Regions from separate parts of the Capsicum annuum genome. Here region 1 is linked to region 2. Evidence: chromatin contacts called from public Hi-C data. All regions are on one chromosome and are shown on one strand. The core of a region is the stretch at or near the end of the contact, and the rest is flanking DNA. Distances in the headings are between cores, read along the strand shown.

Region 1 (5,497 bases), core at 1,493-3,992, 50 kb before region 2:
TCCTGTAAGTTCTATCAAAACTATTTTTCCTTATGAATTGATTCATGTAGATTCTTAGGGTCCTTACAGTATTCCCACTTATGGTGGGTGTAAATATGTCCCAATACTTGGTGATGGCTATAGCTGGGCCACTTGGACTCACCTTATGGGTTCCAATAGCAATGTCTTTCCACTGTTAAAAACTTTCTTTCTTTGTTTTTATTTTACCGGAGGGGTTTGAATTAGCTCCTCCATGGTCAAGACTTAATTTGTTGTTTTAGTCAAGGATGTTAGAAGTGATAATGCCCCAGAGTTAGACTCCAGCACATCTAATATACAATATTTCTTAGACAACCAGACTCCTTGTCCCCACACACCACAACAAAATGGTGTTGTGGAAAGGAAACATATGTACCTTCTTGAAATTTCTAGAGCCTTGCTTTTTTAGTCTAAATTACCCATTTCATTCTAGGTTGTTGTGTTCTCATAGCCACCTACATGATCAATGGATTTCCTTCCACCTTAATAATAAATCTCATTTTGAGCTTTTCCAAGATCAGGCACCTTTTTTTCTCATTTAAAAACTTTTGGGTTTCCTTGCTTCACTTCTGTTTCTAAGGTTCATAGGGATAAATTTTAGTCTAAATTTGATCCATGTGTTTTCATAGGTTATCCTTTGGGGTGATTGTATTCTCACAGCCACCTACTCGATTAATAGACTTTCTTCCACCTTACTTAACAACAAATCTCCTTTTGAGCTTTTATATGGTCATGGACCTTCTTTTTCTCATCTAAGAACTTTTGAGTGTCTTTGCTCACTGTTGTTTGTAAGGTTCATAGAAATAAATTTCAGCCTAAAGTCGATCCCTGTGTTTTCATAGGTTATCCTTTGGGTAAAACAGGTTAAAATCAATATAATTTGAATATTAAACTCATTCTTGTGTCTAAAGATATTGTTTTTCATGAGTCCATATTTACTTTTGCTATTCCTTCTCATTTTCATCTTCTTCACCTTCTCTTATTATTTTTTCTGATTTCGAGACCCCCTCTTCTCATCTTCCTTCTTATTCTCAACCTTTTGTTCCTTCAACGTTTGCTACATCTACTTCTACTCTTTCCTCGTCTCCTGCTCTCAGAAGGTCTTCCCAGCCTTATTTTATACTTTCTCATCTTCAACCTCATGTATATAATTTACCCCCTTCCTTGTAAGGTTAGGGTTTTGATTCTACTAGTACTGATACTTTTGCTAGCACTACTATTTTGGAGCCTACTTCTTATTCTCAAGCATCCTTCATACCAGCTTGGCAAGATGCTATGCAGAAAGAGTTTGAGGCTCTTGAGGCTAACTATACATAGCCAGTGGTTTCTCTTCCTTCCAGCAAGAAACCTATTGATTGTAAATGAATTTTCAAAGTCATATACAAATTTGATAGGTCTTTAGAGAGATATAAGACCACGCTAGTTTATAGAGGTGACACCCAAGTTAAAGGTGTGGACTTCACTAAGACTTTCTTTCTTGTAATTAAGTTTTTCACCATTAAATGTTTGATTTTTCTGGTTGCCAAGAAGCAGTGGTCTTTGTTTCAGCTGGATGTAAATAATGTCTTTATTCATGGTGACTTGGAGGAAGAAGTCTACATGAAACTACCTCCTAATGTTTCTGCTCTTGCATGTGCTGATTTTCCTCTAGTTTGCCTCCTTCAGAAATCTTTATATGGTATTCAACAGGCTTCTAGGCAATGGTATGCCAAATTATCTCAAGCTCTATGTTCTAGAGGGTACATATATTCTTTGAATGACTATTCCTTATCTACTAGAAAAAATGACTTTTCATTGTTATTTTGGTTGTGTGTGGGGATGACATTATCCTCACTGGTGATGATTTGGTTGAAATCTCCAATCTCTAGTTATTTTTGGATACACAGTTTGGGAGTAAGGATTTGGGTGTTCTTAGCGATTTTTTGGGCATCCAGGTTGCTTATTCTGCTCAGGGTCTTTTTCTACATCATCATAAATTTGTTCAGGATCTCCTCTTAGAGTTAGGCTGTGAATTTGTTACTGTTGTTACATTCCTTCTTGATCTAATGTAAAATTGCAGGCCATTACAAGTGATCTCTTGAGTTCTCCTAAGACTTACAAGATTTTGGTTGGCAAGTTGAACTTTTTGACCCATACTAGACCTGACTTGTACTTTGTCATTCAACACCTCAACTAATTTCTTTAGTTTTCTTAAGCTCCTTACATACATGCTTCCCTCTATCTTTTCAGGTTTCTTAAGGGGTCTTTGGATGCTGGTGTTTCTATTAGTGTTGATCTCTTTTTCTCTCATTCAACTTTTTATGATAGTTATTGGGTTGTTTATCCTGATACTAGGCGCTCACTTTCTGGTTTTACATTTTTCTTGGACATTTTTTGGTGGGTTGGAAGGTTAAGAAGCATCCTGTCATCTTTCTTTCATCTATGGAAGATGAATATCGTGTCATTAGTAAGGTTATTATTGATTTATCTCTGATTGTTCGATTGTTGGCTGATCTTGGTGTTCTAATTGATCAGCATGTCCCTATCTACTATGATACTCAGGCTATTACCCGCAACCCCATGTTCCACAAATGCACTAAGCACAATGAGGTAGATTGCAATTTCACTTGTCAATAACTTTTTCTTGGTCTTATTTCCTTGCATCATGTCTCCACTATGGCCCAGCTCGCTAATATTTTCGCGAAGCCTCTCACTGGGCTTCTCCATTATTCCATTCTTCCTAAGTTGGGTGTCCTTCCTCACTCCAACTTTAAGAGGGTGCTCGACCTCATACTAAAAATGATTTGACGGTCCAGTTGATCGAAGGCCCAAGCTGATTAGTTGGCCTAGTTGTAGATTTATTTATATAGGACCATTTTGTATTATATAGAATCTTGAGGTAGTATGTACAAAGTGGAGTAATACACTTTAGAAAGAGATTTAATTCATTCTTCGGTCAATGAAAGGTCACAAATATTTTCTCCATTTTCTCTCTCTAAGTCCATCAATGAATACTAATAATTTGGAAAATTAATTGATAACTTATAGCGAAGGAGAGTAGGTGGTCGAACCCTAGAACGTCGATTCCATTATCTGATATTTTTCGTCCAAAATAGCCACTGCGATCGTTGGTCAGCCTCATGCAGTGGTTGGCTAACTCAATATTGAGATACAATGGATAATTTCCCAGATTTACCAAACACAAATATTACAAAAATACAGTCTCCTAAAAACTTAATACCATTACCATCTTTCCCAAAGGTGACATATTCAAATCTTTTGAAACAAAACACAGGCTATGCTAATACAAATACACAAGTGGAACCGATTTCTATCAAGAAACCTGAATTCATTAATGGAGTACCTCGTGTACAATGGACTAAAGATGAAGTAGACAGAATGAATTTGATTGAAGGGATTCATTATGCTATAATAGGGAAGTTCTATTACGGATGGCCAGAATTAGATGATCTTCGAATTCAACTGTCAAAACAACTCAATGTGAAAGGTGGATGTAACATTGGATTATTGAGAAATCGACATATTTTGTTGAGACTTGACAGAATAAAGGATTTTGTCACTGTTATGTCAAAGAGCGTTTATTATATTAATGTTAAGAATGACTATTCATATCAAATGCGACCATTTATCTAGGATGCTAAGTTTGTAACTAATGATGAAACTTCACACGTTAAAGCTTGGATCTCTTTCCCCAATCTTAAGCCTACATATTTTGTGAAAGAATCACTATTCTCATTAGCCTCAGCAGTTGGTGTTGACACCTAATTTTTTTCCTCCACGATTAAATTTAACCCTGCGTTTCTTCAATTTTTAATAAAATTTGAAAAATTCATTTCATCCGGATAAATGCGCTCTAAAATATTATTTGGGTTAATTTTGACATTTAATTGACGATTGTAGGTTTTTGTATTTACATATGCGAAATTGTATAAATTACTTAAATAAATATTTTTATCAAAATTGGACTTTTACTGGCAAGCTTGAAATTCAAACGGATAAAGTCTTGATTTAAATATAATTTAATCTCAAAAATAATTTATTTTAATAAATATGTGTTTGATTTTATTAAATCAAGAAGATCGGGATTAAATGAAGTCTTAATTCGTATCGAAATTCAATTTAATTCAGCCAATCTATTAGATTTGGCCATAATTGAAATCAAATTGGCCATAATTGCAATGTAATCCTCCAATTGATTTTTAATTTGGTCAAAATTAAATAAATTTGGCTAAATTTTAAATCCAAATTGGGATTATATTTTAAATAACCCCAAAATTTTAAAAAACTCTCATAACTTCAACCCAATTCCCACCAAAAATAATTTCAAATCCCAAAATTAAATTTGAAATTCAAAATTTATACTAGATTGTACAATTCTCCCTCAACCTTGTCCCTTTTGAAAATTTGAATTTCAAAATTTGTACTATATTGTACAATTCCCCCTCAACTTTTTCCAAATTTAAATTTTGAAATTTAAAAATTGTACTACATTGTACAATTCCCCTTCAAATTTGTCCTTTTTTCAATTTTGAAATTCAAAAATTATACTACAAGTGTACAATTTCCCCTCAACCCTGTCCATTTTTCAAATTCAAATTTTAAAATTCAAAAATAGTACTACATAGTACAATTCGCCTTCAACCTTTTTCCTTTTTTCAATTTGAAAATTCAAAAATTGTACTATATTATATAATTTTTCCCCACCTTATCTTTCACCTCACCTTATCTTAAATTTTAAAATTCCAAGAACACCCCTAAATACTTTCCCCCACATTGATGGATGAAAAGAATGGAATTCTCATACTTTCCTATAAATACTACAACTATTTTGGAAGAAATCCCAAGTTTCAAGGTTGAAAAAAAAAACTTTGAGCAAAGAAGAGTTTTTATTTTAGTAAAAAAAAAAATCTGTGAAATTCATGGGCTAATCGAAGTCCTCGAGTTGAACGCTTTCCTATGGTGATCAAGACTCCAAAGAAAGCTTGTAGTCTCGTTGTATTTCCCCAAAAAAGGTAAACACACCTTTCTCTTTTTTAGTTTTATAATCATTTTCTTTTTCATCTTTTTCTTCTTCGTAGTTTATAGCTCACCGAAGACATGACCCTAGATAGGAAGGTCTGGAGGACGCGAATTAGGGCAGAAGACTAGGGCCGGTTTGGGTTGCTAGGGTAGGGAATTACTTGGTGGGGGTTTTATTCTTGTTATGATTCTGTGTTCCATGTTTTATTACGAATCTGTGTGCTTTCCTCTGTTTTCTAATGCTTATCGGTGCCGTATTTATGTTATGTAATCTAGTTCTGTGCTTTACTATGAGTTTGTGTGGTATCTCGTGACTTGAGCCGGGGGTCTATCGGAAACAGCCTTTCTACTTCTTTAGAGGTAGAGGTATGGACTGCGTACATCTTACCCCCCCCCCCCAGACCCCACTAGGTGGGAATACACTGGGTTTGTTGTTGTTGTTGTTGTTGTTGTTGTAGTT
Region 2 (5,498 bases), core at 2,162-4,661:
GTAGTCGAGCGCCTTGGCATAAATCCAAACTGATTTTCAAAAATAATAGCATTCCTCTGCAACCTCAACTATACCACCCTCTCCCAAACCTTCATAGTGTGACTCAAGAACTTGATACCCCTATAATTATTGCAATCTTGAATGTCGCCCTTATTCTTATAAAATAGAATATCGTACTCCATCTCCAAGCTTCAGGCATCTTCATCATCTTGAAAATCATGTTAAACAACCAAGTCAACCACTCCATATCAACCCCTCCTGTTTAATTCCAAAAATCTACCAGAACTTTATCTGGGCCTAGTGCTCTATCTCTATGCATCCTACGAATAGCCCCCTTAACCTCCTCAACCTTAATGCGCCTAAAATAACCATAATTACGAAACCTCTCAGAATGCTCTAAATCCCCCCAACACAATGCTAGTATCCGTTCTTTCGTTTAGAAGCTTATGAAAGTAAGACTGCCATCTCTTTCTAATATGACTCTCCTCCACCAAAAACTTTGCCATCCACATTCTTAATACAATTCACCTGATCTAAGTCTCGAGCCCTCCTCTCCCTAACCTTGGTGAGCCTATATAACTTTTATCCCAACTTTTACTATCCAACGATGTGTATAAAGTCTTGAAAGCAGCATTCTTAGCCCTTGTGACTGCTAACTTCACCTCTCACCTAGCAATCTTATACTTCTCCCTATTCTTCCATTTATCTTCTTCATCCTTACTCTCAGCCAACTTTGCGTACGCTTTCTTCTTAGCCTCTACCTTCCCCTTCACCTCTTCGTTCCCTCACTAGTCCCGTTGGTGTTTGCCCAAGCAGCCTCTCGAGACCCCCAACACCTCTCTAGTTGTCTCCCTGATGCAAACATACTATCAACATCTCCTCCACTCCCCCCAAGCCTTTCTCGCTATCAACTTATCATCTATATCCAATGCACTGGCCAAAGTCAGACTGTCCCATCTAATCCTCGGCTGATCCTCTATACCTCTTCTCCCCTACTCATTTATGATCTCCAAGTCCATCACCAAAAGCCTATGTTGGGTCAAAAGACTCTTACTTGTTAAGACCTTACAATCCTTACAAATACCCCTATCTCCTTTTCTGAAGAGCAAGAAGTCAACCTGGGTCTTGATACCAAACTACAGAAGGTAGCCAAGTAAACCTCCTTCTTGGGAAAGTTCGAACTGACTACCACTAATTCAAATGCCCGAGCAAAATCCTGAAGTGTCACTCCTTCAACATTCCTTACACCAAACCCATAGCTTCCATGCACATCATCATAACCTTTTGAAGAAGACCCCATGTGCCAGTTGAAATCGCCTCCTATGAAAAGTTTCTCATTACTGGGTACATCCCTCACCATCTCATCCAAATCCTCCCAAAATCTCTTCTTCTCTTCATCATCCAAGCCTTCATGTGGTGCATATACACTAATAATATTCCAAGAAGACCCTCCAATAACTAGCTTAATTGACATCATCCTATCATTAGCCCTCTTAACCTCTACCATTTGCTTTCTAAATTCATCATCTACTGGAATACCTACACCATTTTGTTCCTCACGATTCCTGAGTACCACAACTTATAACTATCTACTACATTTGCCTTAGTACCTACCCATTTGGTTTCTTGAAGACAGGCTATATTAATTCGCTTTCTAAGAATTTTCACTAGCTCTAATGACTTTTTCGATAAAGGCCCTATATTCCATGACCCTACTCTCAACCTATAGTCATCCTTAGCTCTTTTACCCTTTCTACCCCTGCCCCCACCCTCGTCCATGATCCCGACCCTGATCCCCGACCCAAGCCCCTTCCAAAGACATAAACCTACGCCAACACCATCTAACACAGCCACCAGAGACAGCACAGACCAATAACATTAAGAGCACAAAGCAACCCAAAAAGTATTATCAAGCCCATACTACAGAACTAATATGAACAACGAAATGGCTAAAACATAAGAAGAATTAACAAGTAAAACACTACTATGAAATACAGAAATAAACAAGTAAATCGTCACCCACAAACAAGATAGTCAGCTAAGACGCGAAGAAAAATAAATTCAAAATAGGAATAGTAGACAAGACAGCCAGTAGCAGCCACTAGAATCAAGAAAGCTATATCTAGAAGAGATGGAGCGAGTGCACCTGATCGAAGCTGGGTCGGTTTACTTGGTTGAGTCGCCGAATTCTGATAATTTGCAGCGAATATTGGTCGGCGGAATCGTGTTGTCGCCGCCTGAGAAGGTATGTTGAATCTGAACTTGTAGTACCTGCAACGGGTTAGAAAGAAAGAAAAGAGAGAGAGAGATCGTCGAAAATACGTCGCCGAAAATTAGCGTCAGAACTACGGCGATGCAAGGAGTCGCCGACAGAGAAGAAGTCGCGGGCAAAGCAATCCACCGGAGAGACCGATCGTGAGCAAGAGGATCGCCAGTCGTTTGGATCTGATTATCTAAATTCTATTTGTATCACAAAAATTGAGACAAAAAATAATATATATTAAGCCCATGCTAGCATCTAATTTTATTTACATTCGTCTAAGTCTGATATTATATATTTAAAAAACATTTATACTGCAATATATCTTCCATTAGAAGTGTCCATTTTCTTTTCTATTTACCAGTAAACAAACAGTTCAAAATAAACATTAGTTCGTCATATTGATAAAGATTTGCTCGCTCCATTTTAAAATAGTTGATCTTTATTGACTTAATACTCCTTTAAGAAAATATTTATTAGAAATTTATTTTACTAAATTAACATTATTAATTATACTTTAAAAATATAAATTTGATTATATGCACTTTGCATACGCATTTAATAATAGAGGTAGTATTGAAATATCATAATAAAATTCTCTTAATTTTATAAATAAAACAATTATTTTAAAATATATACTCTCTCCATTCAGATTTACTTGACACTAATTTCTAATTTAATTTTCATTTTTATTTATTATTTTTTGACAAATCAAGAATAACATTTTTTTTTCATATTTAACCGTTAGCATTAATTACTTATTTTTTAAATTATTTTTAATACTTATTATTAATATTAACTAACAGAAGTAATATAATAAAGTAATCATTAACTAGTCCTATTTTCTTAATAAATATATTAAATTAAAAAATAATAAATTAAATAAATATTTTTTAAAATAAACCAACTAAAACGAAATGATACACGTGAATAAAGATAAACCGTAGTTGAATGAGAGTTGGGGAAAGTACCACAATGGTCAAGGAGGTGATTAATTACACTACGATGTGAACATGGAGTGAAGCGGACAGATTTTATAATGGGACCCAAGATATTACTATTATTATTATTATTATTATTATAAAACATAATATAATATATTAAAACTTTAAAATTTTGAAAATATCAAATCACAACAGCATATTATATTCAATCTTATCTCATATTTCTATGAAATATTATTTCCATTGTTTGAACTCATAAATTTTTGAAAACATGATATCAATTCAACCTGTTACTTCATTAATATTATTATTTTTTATAAATAGAAGGGGTTGTTAGGAAGAGGCCATCATCAACCATTATCAACACTGTCCTCTCTTGGTATCCTATGAATCTACTACCCTACCCTTATTATTCCCAAACACTTAAATTTTTCCCAATTTTCTTGCAATTTCAAACTTCAAAGAAACCTTCTTCTTCTAGCTTCTACTACACCTGTAATATAAAGTGAGTAACTAATTAGTGCCCTTTATCTATTACTATTAGTAGTATCTGTTAACCTTTTATTTATTTGGTTCACAAGCATCTTTACCATTTATGTAGTCTTGAAAATAAAAGAAAAAAAAAATCCTTTTTATGAAGTTCTTGATGGTATTAAGTCAATCTTGATCTGTAATTAGATCTTAGTGTTCAAGAATTGTGTTGTATGATTATTTTTTGTCATTTGATTTGATTTTTCCTCTTTTTAATGTTTCTTGATGATGGATAATTGGCACCAGATAAAGCTGAATATTTTTCAATTTTGTCTAGTTTTTTTGTTTTTTTTTGGGTGTTTTCTTGTATAATTTGCATTTGGTGGTCTGAGATTTAATATCTTTTCAAGGATAAATCTTCAAGAAGTCTTAAACCCAGAATTTTTTTTCTTGTCATCCTGAAAAAATAAATGAAATTATTGCAGTTTTAGCAGAAGGTTTAAAGAATCTTGGATCCATATTCATAAAAATCTGGATTTGATTTTTCATTGGCACAAAACTGAAACTTTTAAATTATGGAGTCTTGTTTAGATGTGTACATAGCTCCAATTTTCAGTTCCTGATTGAGTTTCTGCTTTCTTCCATCACTCTAGTTACTATTTTGATGCATATGCTATTTATGTTTAGGCTGACATCTGAATGACTAAATCTGCTTGTCTAGGGGGATGTTCCATTTATAATTGTGTTACTGCTATAGCCTGTTTAACTTTTCCTCATAATTGGCTGAATTGATATATGTTGCTGCTTGTGTCTATGCAGGTCCAGTGCACTCGCCTATTCCAGAAGTTGTTGCTAGAAGAAAATCTCCTAGTTTCAGCCTAGGTAAACTCTGATTCCGCAAGTTCTGGTCTTTCCAATGGTTTCTGTTTGGATCATCTTGCTTTCTATACTGGCAAGAATATGGGAAAAAGGGAAAGGAGAGAAAGTGTTGAACCTTAATACTTACCCTATTTTTTGTCTTACTTACCTTTTTAGTATGTTCCAAAAAGAATGGCTCTTTCCACTTTAGCAAAAAAAAAAGAGAGAGAGAGAGAATGGCTCTTTCCATTTCTGGCAATTTCTTAACTCCAGTTTTCACACACATGTTTAGGACCACAAGGTTAAATGTCATTTTGATACATTCTATGTATCTTTAATTTAAGACCACATGATTCAAAAAGTTTTCCTTACTTTCCGAAACTCCGTGTCATCTCGGAAGCGGACAAACAAATTGAAACGGAGGGAGTATGGTATTGCATATCTTGACTATCAGTCTTGTTCTGCCATTACTACCTCTGGGCAAGCTGTTTGTTCCAGTCTACTTGGAATATTTAGAGAGAAATTTTGGGAAGTAAGATTTAGCTAAATATGAACTTATTTCACTTGGCTGGAAGATGGATTTGGACCGACTGTTTTGCTAAAAGTAGATGAAGCTTGTGGTGTTGCTGTTCTTGTTTGAAAAACTATTTATACTCTTTTTTCATCGGTCAGTTTATAGTCTTGCCTGGACTTCTATATGTCTTTACTCTAATGGTTGATTTTTCATTTTTCATTTTGTGACTAGATTCCAATCCATTATGGGCCTCTCACAGTATCCAACTCCAGCAGATGCGGGAGTGCTTTGTGTGATTCTAGTGAACACGGCCATATCTATCTCCATTGTTAAGGAGATGGTCCGATCGATCCTTCATGTGATTGGCATCCGCATTGCATCATGGGACGACTATTCCCTCGAAGGTCCCTTGGACCCGTTTGAATGTCGCAGAAGCCCATCAGAGTCATAT

The links. A called contact is a pair of places that touch in the nucleus more often than the background predicts.
Region 1: a Hi-C map of leaf shows a contact between it and region 2, with 2.0 times the contacts expected there. The contact joins the enhancer-like site here to the promoter of LOC107878080 in region 2. A contact is called at or near these places in 3 of 5 Hi-C or Micro-C datasets (leaf and placenta).

Annotation. Positions count from the first base shown.
Region 1 is chr7:174,720,521-174,726,017 of UCD10Xv1.1, reverse strand. No RefSeq gene overlaps it. Among protein-coding and RNA genes, the nearest start is that of LOC124885645, 5.2 kb to the left of the region's middle. Within about 2 kb of position 2,742, at least 4 of the 5 cell types and tissues checked have an H3K27ac peak or open chromatin away from gene starts, as enhancers often do. A contact at or near this core is called in leaf, where this site is marked.
Region 2 is chr7:174,671,427-174,676,924 of UCD10Xv1.1, reverse strand. LOC107878080 (probable E3 ubiquitin-protein ligase XERICO) reads left to right here and starts at 3,411. Exons shown (of 3, transcript XM_016724956.2): 1 at 3,411-3,709; 2 at 4,495-4,557; 3 at 5,279-5,498. The coding sequence starts at 5,292.